Regions from separate parts of the Hordeum vulgare genome. Here region 1 is linked to region 2. A link is a contact called in public Hi-C data. All regions are on one chromosome and are shown on one strand. The core of a region is the stretch at or near the end of the contact, and the rest is flanking DNA. Distances in the headings are between cores, read along the strand shown. Region 1 holds the start of LOC123426711. Region 2 holds the start of LOC123426691 (LRR receptor-like serine/threonine-protein kinase GSO1).

The links. Hi-C and Micro-C count contacts between places; a contact is called where the count stands out from the background.
Region 1: a contact with region 2 is called in a Hi-C map of leaf, with 4 times the contacts expected there. The contact joins the promoter of LOC123426711 here to the promoter of LOC123426691 in region 2. A contact is called at or near these places in 3 of 6 Hi-C or Micro-C datasets (leaf and seedling) and 1 of 1 datasets of contacts at active chromatin or transcription factors (embryo).

Annotation. Positions count from the first base shown.
Region 1 is chr1H:116,772,873-116,776,184 of MorexV3_pseudomolecules_assembly, forward strand. It overlaps LOC123426711, which reads right to left and starts at 1,755. Exons shown (of 6, transcript XM_045110581.1): 1 at 1,081-1,755; 2 at 884-997; 3 at 377-457. The coding sequence starts at 1,386.
Region 2 is chr1H:116,324,715-116,328,457 of MorexV3_pseudomolecules_assembly, forward strand. It overlaps LOC123426691 (LRR receptor-like serine/threonine-protein kinase GSO1), which reads left to right and starts at 1,839. Exons shown (of 1, transcript XM_045110563.1): 1 at 1,839-3,743. The coding sequence starts at 2,212. LOC123407881 (a long non-coding RNA gene) reads left to right here. Exons shown (of 3, transcript XR_006612690.1): 2 at 165-545; 3 at 635-1,211.

The sequences.
Region 1 (3,312 bases), core at 505-3,004, 450 kb after region 2:
AAAAGAGAAGAGTGTCATAACATGTGGATTGACCAACCCGTGCACAAAGCGCGCAGTTTTGACCAAGTCAGGTACAAAAAAATTCCTAGAACCTGACCCTGTTGGCCTCTTATGTTTCTTTCCCTTTTCATAGTAAGGACTTTCTGTACCTCAATTTTCCTAGTCAATTCTTGCTCACATAACTAGCTGGTGTATTTTCAGCGCTCGAATGATGTCATAGAAAACTATAGTGAACCTTAATGCTGAAGTTGAAACAGACAAATGATTACCTAGAAAACTCAGTACTTTATCCGTTAAAAGGTAGATGTCAGAATTTAGTTTTAGGAAAGATAACAAAGTTGCAGAATTAGTAGAATTATTCAACTAGAAGAAATACCAGAGTTGTAGCATCACTAGAACATTTGAGGAGGGAGTGCGGAGCCAAAATCATCAGTTCATCTCTGTACTTGGCAGCATCCTGAAAAGTATGAGTGCAGAAAAAAAATATGAACATCATAGAATGCTAAGAGATGAACAAATCATGTTTGCTTGAGACCAGCAAGACAGAGAAATAGCACCAAGTATTGATCACATTCACAGTTCAAACAATGATAATAGAAAAGGCACAATTTCAATAGAGATAAGAGTATGGTCGCATGCTTGTTAAAATGACTGCCTTAAGACTTCCTCTCGTTGCAATAGACTCTTCAAACATGAGGGAGAAAAACAGTAAGGTGTCCTGTTAAATTGTTGAATCAATGGTCAGTACAGCAGCATATCCTACTGCTATGCTGAGCCGCTGCGTCGTTTTGGTTTGATCAGCTACTAGAAATGGAAATGAAGCAACTAGAAACTAGATGTAGCAAAATTGGCAGGAACAATGGCAATGGAAGAGTGCACCTACCGCAAACCTCTCCTCCTCGACCGCCTTCTTCAGCGAGCGGCGGAGGCGGAGGACGGGCTCCTCTTCCTCGAACAACCTCAACGAGTCCCTCAGCCTCGCCGCCTCCTTGTAATCCTGCAACAAATTGCAACTTACAGTCACCGAGCAGCCCAGATTTGCATTGGTTGGTAGCAATTTTCGCATTCTGCGGACCCTACCTCGAGTTGGGCGGCTACGGCGAGCTGCTGCTTGAGCATAGCGTACTTCTGGCTCCTCAACAAGAAGGCCGCCGCCGTCTTGTCACCCTCCGCCCTCCCCGCGGCCTCCTCCGCCTCCTCGTCACTACCCGGCGAGTTGGAGCTCGAGTTGGCATCGGATGACGGTGGCGACGAGGACGCGGCCGCCACGACCGCCCTCCGTGCGGCAGACGAGCTCCTCTGCGGCCATCTCGTTGTTTTTGGACGCCGCCGCATCCAGACAGCCGTCGGCGCCGCCGGCGGCGAGCTCAGGCCCACCCACTGCATCCTCTCCCACCGCCCAGGAAACCAAATCGAATTCGAGTTCGGCGGCGACGCGATTGGATAGGCGACAGATCGCCGCGGTTTCTTGGAGGCAGGCGGGCGAGCGGCTGCCTCAGGCTTTTCCCTCCGCGCTGCTGGCTAAAATTAGCCGCTGTTCTCGGCCCCCATTTCTGTGGCTCCGCCCGGCGCCAACGCCGAGAACCCCAGCCCTGATTCTTGCGGATAATTCGTGCGGATTAGCGACTAGCGCATCATCATTGGATGGAACAGCAACGTGTTGGAATCAGGAAAGGAAAGATCCCATCTTGCGGGCACACCCACACGCACGCAGCACGCAGCACGCACAGGGATCCGTCGTCGTCCGTCACTCGCGTCGCCGTCCGTCGGTCACTAAAATATTTACTTCGCCGGCGCTAAAATAAAAGGAAAAATAGGTCACCCACCGTTATCGGAGAGGTTGGCTGTGGATAATTCATGGATTAGTAACACATTTTTTATCCAAAAAAGTAACACATTTCTTGTGAAAAAATTTCGAACCAGAATATTGAAAGCTTTATTCAACGGAAGGCCCGAGAGAGTCTTCCATAAGGCTGGTTACGAGGCTAGGATTCGAGTCAAACAAGCAATCCGTCACACCTAGAGTGTTACCTTGCTTCGCACATGTTAACTGATCTGTTACAATGTTGAATAACAAAAGAAGTAAAAGAAACTACGTGCTCCCTTATCTTCTCTAAGATAAGCGTCACCATCGATCTCGAATTGTGACGCAAATTCGAGGGTTGGACTAATTCCACACAATCTGTTTCCATGATAAGAGGCCTCTCAACCTCGCAAAGAGGACCCCATCTCGTAGAGCAAGTTCTTCCGCTATGAGAGGTCACCGACCCCGCTGTATTTCTGGCAACTCCTCCACCACCACCCCGGCTTGCCTTCATGGCGATGCCGCCGTCGGTGTTGATCTTGGCATCTTCTTTGTCAGGTGGGCGCCAACCATGCCCAAGGAGAACTCTCGCATCATCGCGAGGAAGATCCAGCAAAGTTAGTGCATCTCGCATCATGATCAAAGACTGAACTGGGTTTATTGATCCCCTATCATGTGTGAGATTGTTGTGGGAAGTCCAAATAGCCCACATAATAGAGGCCAACTTTGTCCTATTAGGGTCAGTGGAACGAGGATCACAAAGAATGTCCTTCTTCCAAGTGAGGGGATGTAAATCTGGCCGCCTGATATCCAACCATTTTGGGGTTGCGTTCCAGAACTTCATCGCAATGGAGCAATGCAGCAGCGCTTGCAGAAGTGTCTCATTCGGATCCGTGCAAAGCTTACATGTGTTGTCCATTGAAATATGGCGATACTTGAGCAGAGATTCAACTGGGAGAATACCTCGCAGCACACACCACCAAAATACGCGTACCTTAGGGATGACTTTTAGCTTCCATAACCGAGACCACGTCTGTTTTTCTATCATTGAGGTTTCCGTCATCGTCCCTTCCTTTAGAGCCTGCAGCTCATTTTGAGTCATTAGAGAACGGTGCGCAGATTTCACAGTGTAAATCCCGGACTTCTCACGAGCCCAAGCCAAGATATCTCTCCCCCCCCGCCAGCCCTTGGGAGGGTGTTCAGTATAGCGTCAGCATCTGGCAGGGTGAAGTTTTGGCGGACTACATCCGTCTTCCAAGCACCAATATCCTCATCAATTAGGTGAGACACCCAGGTAACATTAGCAACTTCAGTTCGTGTCGGAATCATCGTCACCGTGTTGGGAATCCACATGTCCTCCCAAATGGAGATTGTTGAGCCATTGCCCACTCGCTTGATAAGGCCAGTTTGCAGAGCTCTTCTTCCCGCAATAATCGCTCACCAAGTAGCCGCTGAGCTTTTAGGCGTTGTAGCTTGCATGAAATCACTATCTGGGGAGTATCTTCCTT
Region 2 (3,743 bases), core at 589-3,088:
GTCCAAGAATGTTTGCTTAAGACGGCTTGTTCTATGATATCTTATGTTAGAATATAGCTCTTGTGATGCTTAATCAAACAGTTGGCTTTAGGATAAGCAAGAACAAGTACATTACATCATACACCCAGCTTTGTCACCTGATTCACGTCCTGTCCGATAACCAGAATCCCAACTCCCGTGGGTGTGAGCAAGTGAGAAACGTGCAAGCAAAAGGGAGAACGTTATGGATGCACAAGTCAAAGCCAGCTCAATAAGGAGCCAGTACTAAATTGTTTGAATGCAGAACAAAGTCAATCTTGGACCAATGATGCAACCATTACACCAACAGCACATCATTGTCTTCATGCTACCGACCGATGAGTAGTTGGGAACATCAGTCATCTACTGCCCCTTCCAATTCTTCTCCGAACCTCTGTTCATATGCATACAAAGCTCTTTACAGTTGTGGTTTAACAGCTGAATGATCAATCAAATGACTGGAAAATTGCTGATTGCAGCTGGCTCACCTGAAGGAACAGCATGTTTGCAATGTAGGGGATTCACAGGTGCATTCTCGCAGGATCCAGAAAAATTCTTGTGTTTCAAGTGGCCAAAAGTCTGAAATGTGATGCAATTACCCATTGTTGTTTTCCAGGATTCAGCTCTAAACCAAAAAGGTGGGCGTGGTTGTGCATCATTAGGATTGCGATGCCGCTTTCGGATAACAGGACAACTGTATGTCTCTATCTGATTGGACTTGCTCTCCCCATGGAATCCCTGGTACGTGCAGTTGAACCGAAGGAAGCAAAGTAAAGTGTGAGCTGGTGCGACCCATGCATGCTGCTGCTGCATTGCTGCCTGTCATAGCATGGGGATGGACACAACTGTTCTGGTGGTTACTGTAAGTTTTTCTCTCTCTCTCACCTTTCTTGCTTCCCGTGGTCTCTTGAGATTCAATTCTGTCACTGTCACTCCAATGCAAAAGTCACTTTCCCACTACCTTATAATTGAAATGCCACTAGTGGGTCTGGCTCACTTGGTTATTGATTTCTTTTTCCTCATGCACGTCAGAGATTGTTTCATCACAGTACAGTTATGTGTACTGTCTTCAGTTATGTGAGATACTAGAAGTATGTCGTCGTGGTTCATTGTATGCCGTAAGCACAGCCACACACTTAGCCTGCTTGAATTCCTTTGTTTTCGGTTAGATGGCCAATTGGCCATCAGTATCTCCAATAGTTGATAGCCTGCCAAGAAGGAATTTCCTGCTATCTGTTTGTTTGGCTAGTCAGAAAATTTATTTGTTTTCATAGGCAAACAATGTAAGTACGCTCTATTTATTTTTCTTGTCATCAAAGATGAGCAAGAACATTATTTAATTAACCATGGAAGCATCATATAGTTGTCCTTATGCTACCAAATCAAGGAGGGTGGTTGAACTGTTTAAGCACGTACCCTCTGTAAAGTGCACCAGTTTAGGCCCTGTTTCTTTAAAAAGTCTTAGGACTTTTTTTAGTCCCAACTAAAAAGTCTCTAGTCCCTACCCGTTTCTTTCCAAGGACTAACATGGACTAGAGGTCATTAAATAACATGCAAAAAGACCATGTTACCCCTAATAATATACTAGAAGTTATTAAATGACATGCTAAAAGTAGGGGCACTGTTGGAAAAAGTGCCAAAAAAGTCCCTCCCATAGGGACTTCTTCCTTTAGTCCCAAATACCCCATTTTAGTCCCTAAAAGTCCCTCCTGTTTCTTTCACATGGGACTATTTTTTAGTTCCTACACCAAAAAATCCCTGGAAAGAAACACCCCCTTACTAATCTCCAGTGCCCTTTTCATTCTTGTCACTAGATATCACCCAGAAGAAGGTGAACTAACAAGTCAAAGCAACAAGGTTAGCCTTTAAAATACCAGATGACTAGCTCTGCATTATTCAAGGCTACTCTGATTATTCTAATCATATATTTGTAAGCAGGATTCTACGTGCTCTACCTTCTCCTTTGGCTTGTATTGCATTTTCACTAGTAGGAGCCCAGCACATTCCCTGACTCTGATACACAGAGCAGGTAGGCGTTTGATAACTCCTTTTTGCCCCCTTTTTGCAGCTTAGGCTCCTACCACACCACAGCAATGGGGGTTTATACACATCTTCCCAACTCCGGGGTAGCGGCTATCTTGTAAGTTAATCTCCCCTTTGTAGTTTACACAGTTGCATCATATCATCGTAGCAATGGCCATTCCGCTTGCGCTTCTGCTATCTTTGCTCTTTGGCATCCTGCTTGCACCGGAATGTGTAGCCACGCCGGACATGGCTCCTACCACTCTGATGCAAGTGAAGTCCGATCTCATCGATCCTCAAGGTATCCTCTCCGGCTGGTCGCCGGAGGCTGATGTCTGCTCCTGGCACGGTGTTTCATGCCTGACAGGAGAGGGCATTGTGACAGGCCTCAACTTGTCGGGATACGGCCTATCGGGCACCTTATCGCCGGCGATAGCTGGCCTGATATCCGTGGAGATCATTGACCTCTCCTCCAACTCCCTCACCGGGCCGATCCCGCCAGAGCTCGGCAGGCTGCAGAACCTGAAGACGCTGCTCCTCTACTCCAACTCCCTCGTCGGCACCATCCCTTCCGAGCTGGGCCTCCTTGTGAACCTGAAAGTTCTCAGGATTGGTGACAACAGGCTGCACGGTGAGATACCACCACAGCTCGGCAACTGCACGGAGCTCGAGACCATGGCGCTGGCCTACTGCCAGCTGAGTGGTGCCATTCCTTACCAGATTGGCAACCTGAAGAACCTGCAGCAGCTGGTTTTGGACAACAACACTCTCACCGGAAGCATCCCGGAGCAGCTTGGTGGTTGCGCAAATCTGCGTACTCTGTCATTGTCTGATAACAGGCTGGGTGGCATCATTCCCTCGTTCGTTGGCAGCCTGAGTGTTCTCCAGTCTCTCAACCTTGCAAACAATCAGTTTTCCGGTGCAATTCCGGCGGATATTGGGAAGCTTTCCAGCCTGACATACCTCAACCTGCTCGGCAACAGCCTGACAGGCGCCATCCCGGAAGAGCTGAACCAGCTGAGCCAGCTGCAGGTTCTTGACCTGTCCAAGAACAACATCTCTGGAGTGATCAGCATCTCCACATCGCAGCTGAAGAACCTGAAGTACCTTGTGCTGTCTGACAATCTTCTTGATGGTACCATACCTGAAGGCCTCTGCCCTGGGAACTCAAGCTTGGAGAGCCTGTTCCTTGCCGGGAACAACCTTGAAGGAGGCATCGAGGGTCTGCTCAACTGCATTTCTCTGCGATCCATTGACGCGTCCAACAACAGCTTCACCGGAAAGATTCCGTCGGAGATCGACCGGCTGCCGAACCTTGTCAACCTTGTACTGCACAACAACAGCCTTACCGGCGTTCTGCCACCTCAGATAGGTAACTTGAGCAACCTGGAGGTGCTGTCCTTGTACCACAATGGCCTCACCGGTGTGCTCCCGCCGGAGATCGGCCGGCTGCAGAGGCTGAAGGTCTTGTTCCTGTACGAGAATCAGATGTCTGGGACCATACCTGATGAGATTACCAACTGCATGAGCTTGGAGGAGGTGGACTTCTTCGGCAATCATTTTCATGGGACTATCCCTGAGAAGATTGGGAACCTCAAGAGCCTAACGGTGCTTCAGCTCCGGCAGAATGATTTGTCCGGCTCGATCCCAGCGAGCCTCGGCGAATGCAGGCGGCTGCAAGCATTGGCATTGGCGGACAACCG